Linked DNA regions of Mus musculus: all the other regions are linked to region 1. The links are chromatin contacts, called in public HiChIP or PLAC-seq and promoter capture Hi-C maps. All regions are on one chromosome and are shown on one strand. The core of a region is the stretch at or near the end of the contact, and the rest is flanking DNA. Distances in the headings are between cores, read along the strand shown.

Region 1 (2,921 bases), core at 272-2,771:
TCTGCATGATCGTGGATACTCCAAACTGTCCAGTGTTATGTCACCCTTGAGCAATCTACCACCCCAGAATTGGGATAGCATCGCCAGCCACACAAGGTTACTAGGGCCATGTTTATCCCATAGATCCATAGAAACACCACTATCTTTGTCTATTCTAGATCAATGAGTTAGGATGTGAATGGCCAAGGGGAAGAATACTGTGCCCATCCTACATCTGCAAGTACTGACTGTATATTCATTGCTGGCCTTGGGGGCAGATACCATATGCACCAGTCTACTGGATAGGGCTGCTTCACTATGTCCTATTGATGGAATGTCTATCTCGGTTTCGTGGGACAGGAATCCTGTGGTACAGACACCATTGGCAGCCCATTTCTCTGGGTAAGGGCTGTGTGGATTATAGGATTCAGCTGCTATCTATCCAGCATGGTGAGACCTGACACTATATTCATCCTGGGACTTTTTATTTCATTTTATTTACATCCCAAACGCTACCCCCTTCAGGTCACCCCTCACAGAGACCCTTTCCCACCTTCCCTATCTCCTCTGAGAGGGTGAGCCCCCACTGGGTATTCCCCCAACCCTGGTGCATCAAGTCTCTGCCAGATTAGTCACATCCTCTCCCACTGAGGCCTGTTGGGCTATGGATACCACAGTCAGGCTACAGCTTTAGGAGAGCCTCTGCCCCAGTTGTGTGTGTGTGTGTGTGTGTGTGTGTGTGTGTGTGTGTGTGTGTGTGTGTGCACATGGAGACTGAGCTGCGCCTTTGCTGTTTATGTTTCAGGGGCCTTGGTCCATCCCATGTGTGTTCTTTGGTTGGCAGCTCAGTTTCTGAGAGTTCCCAGAGGTCCAGGTTAGTTACTCTTTTGGCCCTCATGTGGGGTTCCCAGCCCCTTAAAGACCTTCAATCCTTCCCCCAACTCTTCCATAAAAGTCTCCGACCTCAGTCCAGTGTTTGGCTGTGGGTCTCTGCATCTGTCTCAGTCAGCTGCTGGCTGGAGCCTCTCAGAGGACAGCTATGCTAGACTCCTGTCCCCAAGCATAGCAGGGTATCATTAATAGTGTCAGGGATTGGTGCTTGCCCATAGGATGGGTCTCAAGTTGGGCTGGTTATTGGTTGGCCATTCCTCCAGTCTCTGCTTCATCTTTGTGCCTGCATTTCTTTTAGGCAAGACAAATTTGAGGTGAAAAGTTTTGTGGGTGGGTTGGTGTCCTTATCCCACTGGGGTAGAAGTGGGATTCCTGCCGGCTGCCTGGCGGGCTACTGGAGCAAGGATGCCATCGGACCCTGGCAAACTCTCCCCAGCCGCCGGCTGCATCTGTGGAACCCACGAACCCTCCGCTTTCTGGGCAGTCTGGAAGAAACAGAACTAGGTGAGCACGTTGACACTTCTTACAGAAATGCACTACTGCAATAACGAAAGTTGGACGCTCTTTTAAAAAAAAAAAAAAAAAAAAAGTCAGAACTCTCGCGAGAAGAGCCAAGCGCCAGGTTCGTACCCGTAGATCTCGCGAGAAGTCTAAGCGCCTTTCCCGGCTGTCGGAAGCTGCGGACTCGTCCCGGCTGTTGGGATCCCTGGCGCGATGTCGTCCGCATACTCAGTCCGATCCTTCCCAGTCAGCATCCCTGCGGTGATCATGGTAACTCGCAGGCTCTAAGTGGCGCCGGCGTTTGGTGGGGTTTGCTAGTTCTTGCGAGAACTGCGCAGGGGCGGGCGGGCTGCCTGAAGCCGCTCCCTGCTCCGCTGGATGGGGCAGCTCCCGGGTGCGCACCGGCCGTCCTCTGAGTCCCCAACACCAGTGTTCACCCCGGTGGCGTCTTAGCGCCATACATTGACTTCCCTGCCAGTGTCTGGAGAGACTCTCAAGTGCGCTGTCTTTCCGATGTGGCACAGAAGAGATGAGCGTTACCCAGTAACTGGACTTCAAGCTGTCCCCAAGAGCTTTAGGGCTCCAGATAGAGGAGCTGGTCTTGCCTTGCGGAGCCGTGCCCTTGGAAAATGGCATGGGAAGCTCTAAGAAGTCGGGACTAGGAACTTAATATTAGTTGGAGACAGAATCAGAAAGATTGGAGCCTTGGGGACTGTACTTAAGACCCCAAAGCACACTAGCCGGCTGCATGGTGCAGAAGTGTCAGGGACAGTCAGCTCTGCAGGTTAGGATGGCTCTCATTTCCAGACCTCCATGCACAGAGGAGCTTGGTGTACGCAGCTTCACACATTCCAAGTTAACATGACTTTACTTAGCTCGTTAGTTTAGTTGATAATAACCCTCTAGATTTCACCCAGTCCAAAGAGGCAAGTGGACAGTAGTTTCCATCCTGTGTGCTCAGACTTTAAAATCTTTATATAAAAATCTGTGACTGTGTTTGCAATTGAGGCATCGCTGTTTCCTCTCGCTTGCTCCTGCTTGTCTGAGAGTTCTGGTTGTATACAAACACCAATGGAAGACCCCCAAACTCAATGGAAGGGACCAGTAGCTCCCACTCCCCACAGGAAAGCAGTTTCGTTTCGCTGCCCTCCAGGTTTCTAACGCTATCTCCTCACAGGAGACAGACTGGACAGAGCCGTGGCTCCTAGGACTCCTTGCCTTCCACCTGCTGTGCCTCCTTCTCACTTGCTTCTCCTCACAGAGGTATAAGCTACAGATCGGGCACTTCCTGTGTCTGGGTGAGTAGGAGAACCTTGAATCCCTCTGCTCACTCTCATTGCTGCGATACTGCCCCTGGGTTTGTTTGCGTTGTGTTTTCACAGCGTTTCCCAAGCCTTCATTTCTATATGGAGATCATGAAGTAATCTTTGGACATGTTCTAGGTTGGTCACTAAGGATGCCAAACATCTGTACACTAAGATGTTGATTCTCTTATGCTGACTCTTACACAGATAATTCCTGCTTTGAGTTCAGTGCAATTTATCTCTCAT
Region 2 (2,921 bases), core at 294-2,793, 480 kb before region 1:
CGCCTCAGCTTCAAGGTTTCGTCGTGTAACTCATTTCTACTTTCTTATCTAACCCAGCACAGCATAGGCGTACACAGACATGAATATAAATGGACACAGACAAATACAGCCCACTACAGAAACATACACACAGAACAGATGCATGGCGCAATTTAAACTCACATGACAAATGCCACGCAGACACACAAAGCACACACATACTGAGTGCAGATACCATATTCACCGTGCACATGACTCCTTAACACACTATATATCATGCACATGACTCCTTAATCAGCGGTGACAGACACCCAATGCGCACTACCGTGTATGCACGCGTCCTGGAGTGTTGGACTACTTCAGTGGGTTGGTAAAGATGTTCCAGCACTGAATGTTGCCTGCCTTCATGTCCTCTGGACGCTCATATTCTCCCAGCAACACAAAGATTAATGCCTGGTCCTCAGGTGCCCAAGGCCATGGCAGGTCAGTCGCTCCAGGCTGTCTCTTGTAGCTATGTACAGGAGGACAACACCCACTTCCTATTCCTTGCTAGGCAAGATTAAAGCTATCTTCTCCACAGGGTCTCTGTGAGGACACAGGCATGATGTCAAGTGCCCAGCACAGAGCCTGTTCTAACCTGACATGGGAAGGGGTTAGTATAAAGTGACTCAGTCCTCCATCACAACCCAGGGAGATGGTGACATCAGCGCTGCATTGATTTTTAATATGATTTTTCTCTTGCACAACTGATCAATGACCAACAGGGATCTCCATTTAAGATCCTTTGGTTTTTAAAAAGAATCATAAAATAAAGATCGAAAAATCAACTGTTCTTTAACGTGACAGAAATGACTAGGAACTTCATTATTACCACAACAGAAATAAGCCAGAATCCATCTACTTACCCACCTCACAGGCCTGCTACTAAGGGTATTGGAGCTATAACCTGTTTGGCTCTGTGAGTTCCAAGTACCAGGCAGCAGCCATTGAAGGGTCTACTTCTGGGTACAGTTGAGGGTGCAGGAGGTCTGTGGCTTACAGTTACTAGAGATGACCCAGTGCTTGGACAACAAAGCCACAAGGAGCCTCCTGGTAGTAGGAGCACTTTGCTCACATAAACTTGTGCTGTGGACATCCCCACTTAAATATCCCAAGGTGACACTGTCAGAAACTAAGAAAGCCCATGGTGGTCCCACTGGATACTCCCCTGGGCTCACAATGGCCCTGCGGACACATCTTAGGAGCATCCAGGTTTTCCTGTCTGTACCGCCCCTGCACAGAGGCACATACCTGGTGCAGTGCCCCTACCACCTTGCGCGCCTCCTGGTAGGCAGTGTTGGCGCTCCAGTGCTTGTTAATGGCCTTGAAGGCCGAAGCCAGGCGGTTGTGCTCGCGCAGCCACAAGGTGTGTACCGCTGCCAGGGCAGGGACCTCACTGGCGCGACCGTCTCCAGCCAGGAAGCAGGGCGTGCGGTTGGTGCGTGGGGTACCAGGCTCTGGAGCGCAGGCGGCTGTTGCGAAGGGCAGGTAGGCACGGCCAGCATCTAGGTGGAGAGTGTTGACACGCAGCAGTCCTGCCGAGCTGCTCCAGTTGCGCAGCTGCTTCTCAACGCCAGGGGAGCTGCCGTACACAGTGGAAGCATCAAGGAAGGAGGTCAAGCCATTCATCTGCTGCCTCGGATTGGCTGCAGACAGGTTGCCAAAGAGAGCACCTTGGTCCCCAGTGCCACAAGCGGCGGAGGAGCGGTAGAAAGGCAGGCATGCAGTGGTCCCTGAGGAGTTTGAGGGAAGCTGTGGCAAAGGGGAGACTAGATGTCACTTTCAGCTCGTGTGCCCTTTTAGAATCTTAAATCATAAAATAAATTTGTGTTGATTAGGTGATGGGCAAGGAGTAATACTTATTGCTGAGTGACAATACCTGTTTAGAGCATACACACCATATGGTGTGGGAGTGATGGGATAAGTTGCACACATAAAATGGAATTGTAAAAGGAGTGCATTGAATGTCCAAGGAGTGTAAATACGTAGAAAGCTCCTGGGGATGGGGGCAAAGGAGACTTTGCATTTATGTTAAGCTTTTCTGTTTAGTGTTTGAAAAGTCACATGTCATTTCATAATCAATAAAGACTTGAGGGAAATTACCTGTATGGGGAAGCAAGGATTTTGGTTCTCACAGGTCAGCTGGCAGTCGACACCTCCCCAGAAGGCTGCTGTGCTAGTGCTCTGTGGTGTGAGAGCAATGTCATGATCGATGTACTGTCCCCACACCGGCAGAAAATCAGAGTACTGGTCATCTTCGGTCACAGCCTCATTGGAAACTTGAATGAGGTGCCTTGTCACTTCCCGTACCTGGGTAAAGAGAACAGCTTGCAGTGGTGTGGTTAGACTGCCCCGTGATCAATAATGGAGACCTTGAGGTCTTAAATTCATGGTGAGGCTCTTGTTCACGGCTCTGAAGAGCCCTGGAAAGACCTGTTGCTGTGGCCATAACGGGAAGAGCCAAGATGGAAGACTGACACATTTGGGCTTGAATGCAGAGATATTCAGTCTGGTCACATGGGTCTTTAATTTTTGAGAGCCTTCTTGACCATTGTTAGAGAGTTGTGACTTGGGGTGGAAGACATGGATGGATAGATTCCACCTTGCAGACTTCGTTGGAGGAGTCATAGAGTAGGCCATCGTGTAGCCTTTAGAAGTTAGGAAAGATGAGGCTTAAGAGATAGTAAGTGGTAAAAGCATCTGTCTTGTGTTACGTGTGTGAAGCTCAGCACCCCAACCACAAACAAATGTGCGAAAGTCAAGGAGTGGGATTCCCCACGAGAGCCTCTCAAAGGACACAGTCCTGGGACACTGACTTTAGACACTTTAGGCTTTTGACCTACAGAACTGAACATCTAAAATCTGTGTTAGTATAGTCACCAAAACTTTATTAATTTTAGAAT
Region 3 (2,921 bases), core at 306-2,805, 370 kb before region 1:
CAAAACTTCGTTGTTTTTTTATTTAGTAGATTCACACTTATGTCTTTGTAAAAAGAGGATCACAGGCATCTTTATTGCTCCTAGAATGGGGTATGGAGGAACGTTATGGAGGACATCTCAAGAGCAGTGGGGAGGTAGGGTGCATATAACTCCCATGCAGGCACCTGTTATAATCATATTCATTATACTTAGGGAATTGTTGCAGTGCATTTCCCACTACCTTAGCTAAATGCTGCAGATTGGGTAACTAACAAAGACAAGTTCATGGATTCATTTTTATTTTCTGTTTACATGTACATATGTGTACAGATTTATGTGTAAGGATTCATGTGTATACATGTAGGGAGACCAGAGGACAATTTCAGCTGACACTCCTCAGGTTCTCTGAAGCTTCTTTGGGAGAGAGGGTCGCAGGCCTGGAACTTACCAAGCAGTCTAGGCTTGCTATTACGGAGTGGAGCTTCTTGTCCTTGTCTCTCCAGGGCTGGGAGTACCAGTAAGTCACCACACACAGCTTGGTTTTAATGTGAGTTCTACATATCTAACTTGGGTCCTCATGCCTCGGTGCAGGCACTTTCCAGACAGAGACATCTCCACAGTCCAGAAAGGCTCATTAAGCTCATGGTTTGGAGATCTGCTTATCCAGAGATAAAGGTTATCTCAGTGATATGGAGACCACAGAGTCCCATAATAGCATACAAGACATTGAGACAGTCTGTTTTTTTTCTCCAACAGACCCAACTCTATATAACTCATAAACCTGCTAATCTGCTAATTTATTAATCCCTGAAATGCTCTATCAACTAGAGCAGAGTCCTCATGACCCAATCATCACTTAAGTGTCCTGCTTGGCCTGTCTTCTTTATACCTGTCCAAGAGACTATATTCAAGGTAAAGATAAATTTTTAACTATAGCAACAATCCAGAAACAGGGTGTTCCAGGAAGGGTATAGGACATGACGTGTGCACATTAAGACTGAGCTTCAGTGTTGGAAATCTTTCTCCTGAAGAAATAATATTAGAAATGATAGCAAAGTCACAATACTGAGCCCTCCTGTGCTGGAAGTAAAGCATCATGGCTACATAGAGCAATGAAGTGTTGCACACCTGCCACATGGTGTTACTTCATTTTGTCCACACACTTGCTCATGAAGGTAAAGCCCACTGGATAAGCAAAGATGCTGGTATGGCATGTCCTTGGCTCTGAGGACCTAATCTCCACTTAAAACAAACATTCTTCCCTAAGGTGCAACCTGCTCCTGTGTAAATACAGACTGATATTACTCAGATCATGTTTGATTTCACAGCAGCTACTACACTATGAGTGCTGTGTCCTCAGAAGTCCTTGTGGCACCTTCTGGTGTCCTCAAATAACAATTAGGCACAGACCACACTCACATAGATACAGGCATGATAAGGCAGCCAACAGCATAGACCCTAACATGCTTGTGCTTTTGTGATTTGACCATATGTGACACCCTCACTCTGATGAGAACATTTATTTACCTAACCCAAGAATGATTACATGTTGGTATTCAAGTTCAAGGGTCATAGGCCAATTTCCTGGCTTAGGTGCTAGCTTGGGTTCACACTGTACTGTCTGGCTTCAACTAGAATTGTGACTCCTGAGGAATGCAGAATCCACGGCATAAGGTGATAATTCAGTAAGTGTCTGCTGTAAGGGAAAACATGCCCCACTGAAAACACCCCGTTATCTCTTAGAAGGAGGTAACTGTTGTGCAACTAGTAACTAGAGGGAAGACACTGAAAGGGAAACCAACTTATTTTCGAACACAGCAAAGATGAAGCAGACTGTCCTCAGGCAGGCAGGCTGCAGAGGCCACTGGACACCCATTTCTCTGCTCCCAGCATGACATCTTCTCCCATCCTTTGTCTGAATGTATCTTGTAGGGGTCTCCAACTGCAGAGTTACCCTACTGAGGTATTTGAGGATGAGGGCAGCCCAAGTGTGCCTTTTTCAGTGTGACTGATCTGTGCCACTGGGCAGATAGTTCTGGGCCAGCAACCAGGGAGAGGTCGGGGATCAGTTGTCTATCTGCCCCAGTGGCTTCTGTCTGTCTAGTCTCTGATCTGAATGAATCCTGAGGCTTCTTTTCCTAATACCTGGTGACCTGGTTCTCTTGACTCCATTGTCCCGCTGCCCAGTATAACAGAATTGTGTTCTACCCCATTGGTAGAAGAAGACAAGGAAGCTGCACAGGGCTTTGTCCAGAAACTACACATTCCTACCTATGGGGAAAAGGATAAGAGTTTCATATGCATATAGACTGGGGCCAACAGTGGGAGGGGAGACGCAGCCGGGGGATGGAGAGAGAAGGGCTAAGGCAGCTCAGGGAGAAGAGGTAATGAGGGTAAGAGATGCTAGGCCTGAGACAAGAGGCTGTGGTGCCTTTAACTGGAGGGTGTTCTAACCACAGCGCTCAGGGTGTATTCAGACTCTTGTTGGAGTCTAAGGAGTTGGCGCACTTTCTGGCTGTGGCCAGTCATGAGGCAGGCCCAAGAGGAGGCTAGCAAACCTGAAGAGAGACTGCATGCAGTAGAGTCAGTGACTAGCTCACTACAGAGGAGTCTCCACTGTCGTTTGCTCTCCACGCTGTTTACACATGCATGGGAGTAGACGAAAGATGGAAGGGGCAGCTAAGCTTTAGTTTGCACAGCAAATTCATGTCTCAAAACAACAAGAACGTCAACAGATGAGCACAGCAGCAGACAGGCGAAGAGCTTTAGAAGAGTTAACACTGTTACAGCTTTTCCTTCCTTTGCTTAGGTTCGTATTCCCATGGCACTGAGCGCAACAGCAACATCCATCAATATTCTAACGAAGCACCTTTGCTCAAGGGCCAAGGTCTTCTTGAAGTGACTAACTTTGCTCTTCCACAAAGTCACAAGGAAAAAAAATG
Region 4 (2,921 bases), core at 255-2,754, 360 kb after region 1:
ATGTTCTTCTCTTTGTATTTACTAGATTTTACTGTCAGGACATTCGAGCTTACGACATTTTATTTGGAGATGTTCCGCAGCCTGCTCAAGCAGAAGATCTTTATGAAATTCTTAATTCCTTCACTGAGAAATATGAAACTGAAGGGCAGCGCATCAATTTGAAGAAAGTAGCCCGGGAGCAGAGGAAGGTGCTGTGGCCTGGCTTCACGTCTCTCTCAGTGAACATGAGGGGTTCTGTCTTAGCACAGCTCTGAGCGCAAGTTCCCAGCAATACACTGAACTTCCTTTATGATTCATTTATGTAACGTCTTCAGAAATGTCCTAGAGGTTTGGCAGGTAGAGATTTTAAAAATAGTTTATCATCTATAATTGTATGTCTCTTAGGATGAAGTCTGGTAACATCGGAGAACCAATCCTAGCTGTGACTTTCTTTCTTTGGTCCCTACTTTGTTCCTGTTGTGCAGAGTGAAATTGAAGTATAGAGTTTAAGTTCTCACTGCCTTTCTCTGCTGACTGTTCCCTGTGACTATATCACTGGAGTTACAGCCCCCTACAAACCACATACAGTTGTCAGAGGGGGACCGGCTGTACTGATAGAGTGTACTAGACCACACACACACACACACACACACTCATCAGAGAGGGAGGGGCCCACGTGCTGCAGTGCACTAGGTCAGCCACGTTAGAGTCTCACATCCAGCCCTGCATACATACGAGTTTCTAGGAGCCCAGTTAATAAATACAAAGGCAGAAACCTGATCAATGAACAGCTTGGAAGCAAAGTCATCCTATTCTCATAAGTAAAAGTAGATTTTTAAATGTTGTGTATTTATTCTTGTGCCTCCCAGGCCAAAGAATTACCTCCAAAACCATCTTCAAGGCCCCAGCCAGCCCACCCACCTGTACAGCTGAATGCTGGCTCCCAGGGTAAGTGCTGCTGTTGCAGCTTAAATATAATAATATTTAAATAATTATTATGTATTAAGAAAACAGTTAACCTTTGTTATATTTTAATATCGAATAGAAGAACATTTAAGAGAAAAATGAAGGTTCAGCATCTTCAAAGCCATAACAGGGGCTTTCATACACAAGTCTTCACTGATGTAATATGTGAAGACATCTCTCATTAATAAGGTATTTTCTTAAATCTGCAATGAGATTTATATTTATATTTAATTTTTTATCATATGGGGCTTGAGAAATTACTCAGCATTTAATACCGCTCGGCACTCTCGCAGAGGAAACTGTCTCCATTCCTAGCACCCACATGGCAGCTCAAACGTCTGTAACTCTATTTCCAGGAGTCTGGACGCCCTCTTCAGGTCTCCGTGGGCAGTGCACATGTGTGGTTCACATAACACGGGCAAAACATTCATACAGATAAAATAAAAATAAAGCAATCTTTAAAACTTCCATTTATTTCGCTGTATGTGCTTGTACATGGTCTCCATGAAGTGAACTAGGTATAGCTATGCTGAGGACAGCCTCAGTCGTTTCCGGGTTCTCAGCCTCAGGCAGTGACAAAGGTGCAAGCTGACAGGTGACTCATTGCTGCTCTGAAACTGCACTTGGAGGCAGCTTGTTTTCTCTCTCTCTCTCTCTCTCTCTCTCTCTCTCTCTCTCTCCTCTCTCTCTCTCTCTCTCTCCTCTCTCTCTCTCTCTCTCGTTTTTTCACTCTCTGAGTTCACCTCAGTCTTTTATTGGTAGCACACTTCCTTGTTATACAATAATACATAATCAAAGCCTTTCCACTGTTTTCCTCAGGCCAATTCATTAGCTTTCCTGGAACCCCCATGTGACTGTGCCACCAGAAAGCACAGTGCACACACAAAGTCATAGTCCAGTGTCTGCTAAGGCAAGTTACACATTAACTTCTGACTCTCAGAAAAACCTCCAAATCCCAGGTCATCTGGGTGTGAACTTGAGGTTAGAGTACCAGCGTGACAGAACGACGCTAAATAGGCTAGGGTAATGGTAATATTTTTAACTTGTCTTAAATTTGCAAAATCTCTTAATTAAGCTCACATGTATTTCTACAATGCTTTTCAAACTTCTCCATATGCAATAGTAATTCCTCTTGCTACTTCCTCCAGGGCTCCATCACAGGCCCAAATTCTATCTCTTAAAACTCTACCCTATTTTCCTTAGGCAGGCGATGCCTGGGTGTCAAATCCGTTCTAGAAGGTCAGCTTGCTAGTCCAGCTGACCCAGCTAGTTCTTCTCTGTCTTGTCCCTTGTGTTTTCTATGGGCATCCCTGTCCTTAGTGACCCAGGCCCAGTGTTTCTTTTCCTTGCGGTCTTCAAATCTCTTAATTACTAAAGCTTCAGGCTTCTCAAAAAACATTTCCTGCTTCATATATCTGCTGCTACAACTCAGTCATCATGGGTTGGCTAAGATTTCCCAGAGAACAATTAAGGCCTTCACATGCAGAGCCCCTTGTCCTGTTATGCCTGGGTCGGCTGCTTGGGTGGCCAGGGCCTGAGCAGTTTGTTGCTATGGACACCAGAGCCATTTCCTTCTCCAGTAATGCTCTCACTCTGTTTCCCAGAAAGTTCGACCAGAGTTCTATCTGAGGACAAAGATGATATTTTTTAAAAGGCAAAACAGACAAGCATACAAGAGAGAGCAATGCCATCTGCATACTAGAAAGATAGAAATGCATGATACAGGTTGACGGTGCTCCTGCACCCAAAACTATGTCATGCAGCTACATTGGCAACCATGTCACACCCGACATAACTAGGTTTTATAGACACCTAGGTTTCTTCTTCTCTCATCATACCTGTTTTAATTTTTAAAAATTAAGGTTTTTAAATTAATTATTTATTTACATTCCAAATGTCTCCCTTCTTGTTCCCCCCTCCACGAGCCCCTCACCACATCCCACATCCCCTTTGCCTCTAAGAGGGTGCTCCCCCAT
Region 5 (2,921 bases), core at 167-2,666, 300 kb after region 1:
TAGATGTGCAGATACCAGAGTATGGTGGATGCTGACCTGCTAAAGGAGAAAGCAGATGGACAGTTGGACTCCCTATTGCCAGAAGAACTTCACGTCCCTTCTTACAGGGATAGAGAAAAGGAGGGAAGGAGAAGTATCCCATCTTATCTGCTTGAGATCTGTTTCTCAGGAAATCTTCCTTCGTCTTGCAATGCATTTCATCAGGATCCTATGTCTTTCAACTATATTGCATGCAACAAAACTAAATAAACTGGGGGGGGGAGCCCTAAACTAAAGCTAAAACAAACAAACAAACAAAAAACCCAAATTTGAAAATCAAATTGTTAGGGTCTCCCATAGCTCGTGGTCCCACTCTACCAGGCACTTGATCTGCTAGGGAAAGAAAACCAGTGAAAGGAGGGAGAAGGTGGTGGAGAGGGGAAATGGAGTTAGAAGTCAAGAACCGTGCAGAGCAGGGGCTGGCACACAGTGATCCCTTGCTCACCCTTGGCCAGTGCAGGTGCGCACCTGTAAGGCACTGCATCTTCGCAGCAGCCTGAGCAACTGCGGGTTAAAGATCAAGGCTTTTAATGCTTGCCTTCTCCCTTTCCGATGCTGTACTAAGAACACCTTTCCCCGATGTGATCGCCGACTTGGAGGACTTCCAGCTCCTGCCCAGAAAGCACCAATGAAATGGGAAACTGTGCAGTTGGTAATACTTATCACAAGAGGGAAAAAAAAAAAATCAGGCAAGTAAATTGCTGAGCCCTTGCAAATGTGCCTGGCTATTTCCAAAAGATCAAACTTTCTTAAAGATGCAGCTTTGAGTGGCAAGAGCTCTGGAGCCAACCAGGCCCCGGGTCCAGCGTGGTACAGCAGTGTCACTGCTCTAAGAACCTTCGTAGGCTGCTTGGGTCCCTCCAAGTGAGGGGCTTTCTGCAGGGCGCTCCTGCTCCCATCATCCTCTTCAGAACCAGAAACCTGCCTGTATTCAGCAGAACCCTTCTTCAGAAAGTCCAGACTCTAGATGACACTCAATGTTGAGGCAATCAAGCAGCTCCTTTTAAATAGCCCAAGATCTACATTTAGACAAAAACAGATCCCAGTTCCCGGTAAAGGCGTTTCTGCTCATCCTGTCACTTGTGACAGGAACGGAGGGAAACAGACTGCGGGAGAGGGAGACAGGAGAGGCAGAGGAAGGACAAGAGAGGGGGAGACCAGACGCGGGTGGAGACGTGAGGGAGGGGCGGAGACTGAAGACTGGGCCTGGAGGGGACAGGGGAGGGGATGAGAGAGCGAGAGGCGGAGGGGCCTGACGAATATCCGCGCCCCAGAGCGGCGCTCCGTGGTTCTAATTAAAGCGGCGCTCGGAACCCGGGGGACCCGCCTGACGTCGGCGGCCGCGGGAATAAGAAGCGCCCGAGGACAGCGGGACTCGGAGCAGCAGGGTGAGCGCTGTCCCCGTAGGAGCTGCGCGTCCTGTGTCCCTGCGCTGGACAAGTGGGGCTGGAGCTCATCAAGTAGTGTCGGGACTGGGGGACCGAGGAGCGCGGCAGACGCGGGACCTCTGGTGATCAGGTGCCCGAGGACGACGCGGGATCCACGGCGTGGGCGCAGGTGCCCGAGGGCAGTGCGGGGCCCACCGCTGGCAGGTGCCCGGACCTCTCAAGTCCAGGGCTGCCCATCTGCTCCGCGGCTCCGGACCTCGGCAGCCCCCGGGGCGTCACCTGTGGCCTCGCATCTCAAAGAGGTGTCCAAAGACCCCGCGCGCCGTCCCCGCTGTGAAAGAAAGTTGTGCGGCGGGCTCAGGCTGCGCCTGGACTCCGCGTGCGGGAAACTTGGGCGCCGGCTGCTGGGGCGGCGGGTCCCAAGACCCGCGACACAGGCCACCAGGGCCATGCGCGTGTCCGGGCGCCCGATGCTCCTTGCGCTGCTGCTACTGCTGAGCACGGTGGGGGACCGGGGACGAGCGCAGTCCAGGGGGCCTGCAGACCGGCAAACGCTGCTGAGGTTGCTAGTTGAGCTGGTCCAGGAGCTGAAGAAATTCCACATAGGAGACTCCAAGAGGTTGCAGCTCCTTGGCGAGTCCGACTTTGCCCTGGGCCGCAGAGAGGCCACGGATTATGGGGCAGACCAAGAGGAGCAGAGAGTGGGTGAGTGTTCCTCGGTGTAGAACTGGTGGAGGGCTTAGAGTGGGTGAGAATCCAGCAGTGTAGACCATAATATGAAAGAGAGTAAGGGGCGGGGGGTTCTGGCAGCGTAGATTTTGAAAGGCAGAAAGTCTCAAGAGGTGAGTATCTGGCAGCGTAGACTGTGGGGTCAGAGTGTAGAAGAGGGAGCCGTAGCAGTGTGTATCTGAGGAACAGAGTGGAGGAGTGTCCCGCAGCAGTGTAGACCACAAAGTACAGAAAGTTAATAAAATTGAGCTGTGGCAAGAATGGACCAGTGGAAAGTGGATGAGGATCCGGGCAGTGTAGACTATGAGGAACAGAAAGTGAGTATCCCAACAGTGTAGATCTGAGGGGGAGAGAGTTGGTAATTGGTGGGTGTCCAACAGTGCCAACCTACAAGGTAGAGAGTGAATGAGGGCCAAGGCTTTGGACCACGAGGACTGGAAGGGGTGGGGTCCTGAACACGTAAACAGAATTGATGAGACTGAGTCTTGACATATGGACCTGAGAAACCAAGGATGTTTGATTGCCCAGCAATATGACCTGAAGAGTGAGTGGGGTCCTGTCACTGTGGGCCCCAAAAGAGTTCTAGCCACACTGTGTACTGAGGAGCAAAAGTGGGTCTTGACAATATGGATGGAAGGGCTAACTTCCGTGTCTGAAAGACATATTAATATTTTTAAGAACTGCTTCTCAGAAACACAGGTTTAAAGATAAATCAACTTTAAATTTTAACAGGGTTTGTGTGTGTGTGTGTGTGTGTGTGTGTGT

What was found. Promoter capture Hi-C pulls out the DNA fragments that hold promoters and counts their contacts. HiChIP or PLAC-seq counts read pairs in DNA pulled down with a chosen protein or histone mark.
Region 2: a contact with region 1 is called in an H3K27ac HiChIP or PLAC-seq map of differentiating embryonic stem cells, with 5 times the contacts expected there. The contact joins the enhancer-like site here to the promoter of Tmem18 in region 1. A contact is called at or near these places in 6 of 39 promoter capture datasets (the 3T3-L1 cell line, cranial neural crest, embryonic stem cells and 2 more), 12 of 115 datasets of contacts at active chromatin or transcription factors (the 230-238 cell line, differentiating embryonic stem cells, embryonic basal ganglia and 4 more) and 2 of 9 other capture datasets (embryonic stem cells and pancreatic islet).
Region 3: a contact with region 1 is called in a promoter capture Hi-C map of liver. The contact joins the enhancer-like site here to the promoter of Tmem18 in region 1. A contact is called at or near these places in 11 of 39 promoter capture datasets (3T3-L1-derived adipocytes, cranial neural crest, embryonic stem cells and 5 more), 2 of 15 datasets of contacts at CTCF or cohesin (large pre-B cells and stem cell-derived epiblast-like cells), 74 of 484 Hi-C or Micro-C datasets (the CH12 cell line, LSK cells, MC3T3-E1-derived osteoblasts and 41 more), 13 of 115 datasets of contacts at active chromatin or transcription factors (SST interneurons, VIP interneurons, astrocytes and 8 more) and 3 of 9 other capture datasets (adipose tissue, embryonic stem cells and pancreatic islet).
Region 4: a promoter capture Hi-C map of liver shows a contact between it and region 1, with 2.4 times the contacts expected there. The contact joins the enhancer-like site here to the promoter of Tmem18 in region 1. A contact is called at or near these places in 11 of 39 promoter capture datasets (3T3-L1-derived adipocytes, cranial neural crest, embryonic stem cells and 6 more), 1 of 15 datasets of contacts at CTCF or cohesin (embryonic stem cells), 3 of 484 Hi-C or Micro-C datasets (all in embryonic stem cells) and 3 of 115 datasets of contacts at active chromatin or transcription factors (the 230-238 cell line, embryonic stem cells and stem cell-derived neural progenitor cells).
Region 5: an H3K4me3 HiChIP or PLAC-seq map of stem cell-derived neural progenitor cells shows a contact between it and region 1, with 88 read pairs. The contact joins the promoter of Alkal2 here to the promoter of Tmem18 in region 1. A contact is called at or near these places in 28 of 39 promoter capture datasets (the 3T3-L1 cell line, 3T3-L1-derived adipocytes, the C10 cell line and 17 more), 11 of 15 datasets of contacts at CTCF or cohesin (CD8 T cells, the G1E-ER4 cell line, the NIH/3T3 cell line and 5 more), 251 of 484 Hi-C or Micro-C datasets (the 3T3-L1 cell line, 3T3-L1-derived adipocytes, the 63-12 cell line and 123 more), 59 of 115 datasets of contacts at active chromatin or transcription factors (the 230-238 cell line, CD4 single positive thymocytes, the NIH/3T3 cell line and 38 more) and 5 of 9 other capture datasets (adipose tissue, embryonic stem cells, embryonic tail and 2 more).

The regions. Positions count from the first base shown.
Region 1 is chr12:30,582,922-30,585,842 of GRCm38.p6, forward strand. It overlaps Tmem18 (transmembrane protein 18), which reads left to right and starts at 1,522. Exons shown (of 5, transcript NM_172049.2): 1 at 1,522-1,641; 2 at 2,549-2,669. The coding sequence starts at 1,585.
Region 2 is chr12:30,101,783-30,104,703 of GRCm38.p6, forward strand. It overlaps Tpo (thyroid peroxidase), which reads right to left. Exons shown (of 17, transcript NM_009417.3): 7 at 2,122-2,328; 8 at 1,270-1,770. Among named protein-coding and RNA genes, the nearest start is that of Tpo, 29 kb to the right of the region's middle. Within about 2 kb of position 1,544, at least 30 of the 459 cell types and tissues checked have an H3K27ac peak or open chromatin away from gene starts, as enhancers often do. A contact at or near this core is called in differentiating embryonic stem cells, where this site is marked.
Region 3 is chr12:30,213,411-30,216,331 of GRCm38.p6, forward strand. All of the region lies in intron 14 of Sntg2 (syntrophin, gamma 2), which reads right to left. Among named protein-coding and RNA genes, the nearest start is that of Gm32084, 69 kb to the left of the region's middle. Within about 2 kb of position 1,556, at least 2 of the 459 cell types and tissues checked have an H3K27ac peak or open chromatin away from gene starts, as enhancers often do. A contact at or near this core is called in liver, where this site is marked.
Region 4 is chr12:30,941,942-30,944,862 of GRCm38.p6, forward strand. It overlaps Sh3yl1 (Sh3 domain YSC-like 1), which reads left to right. Exons shown (of 10, transcript NM_013709.5): 7 at 26-188; 8 at 849-927. Among named protein-coding and RNA genes, the nearest start is that of Sh3yl1, 32 kb to the left of the region's middle. Within about 2 kb of position 1,505, at least 22 of the 459 cell types and tissues checked have an H3K27ac peak or open chromatin away from gene starts, as enhancers often do. A contact at or near this core is called in liver, where this site is marked.
Region 5 is chr12:30,882,908-30,885,828 of GRCm38.p6, forward strand. It overlaps Alkal2 (ALK and LTK ligand 2), which reads left to right and starts at 1,417. Exons shown (of 5, transcript NM_001159743.2): 1 at 1,417-2,132. The coding sequence starts at 1,877.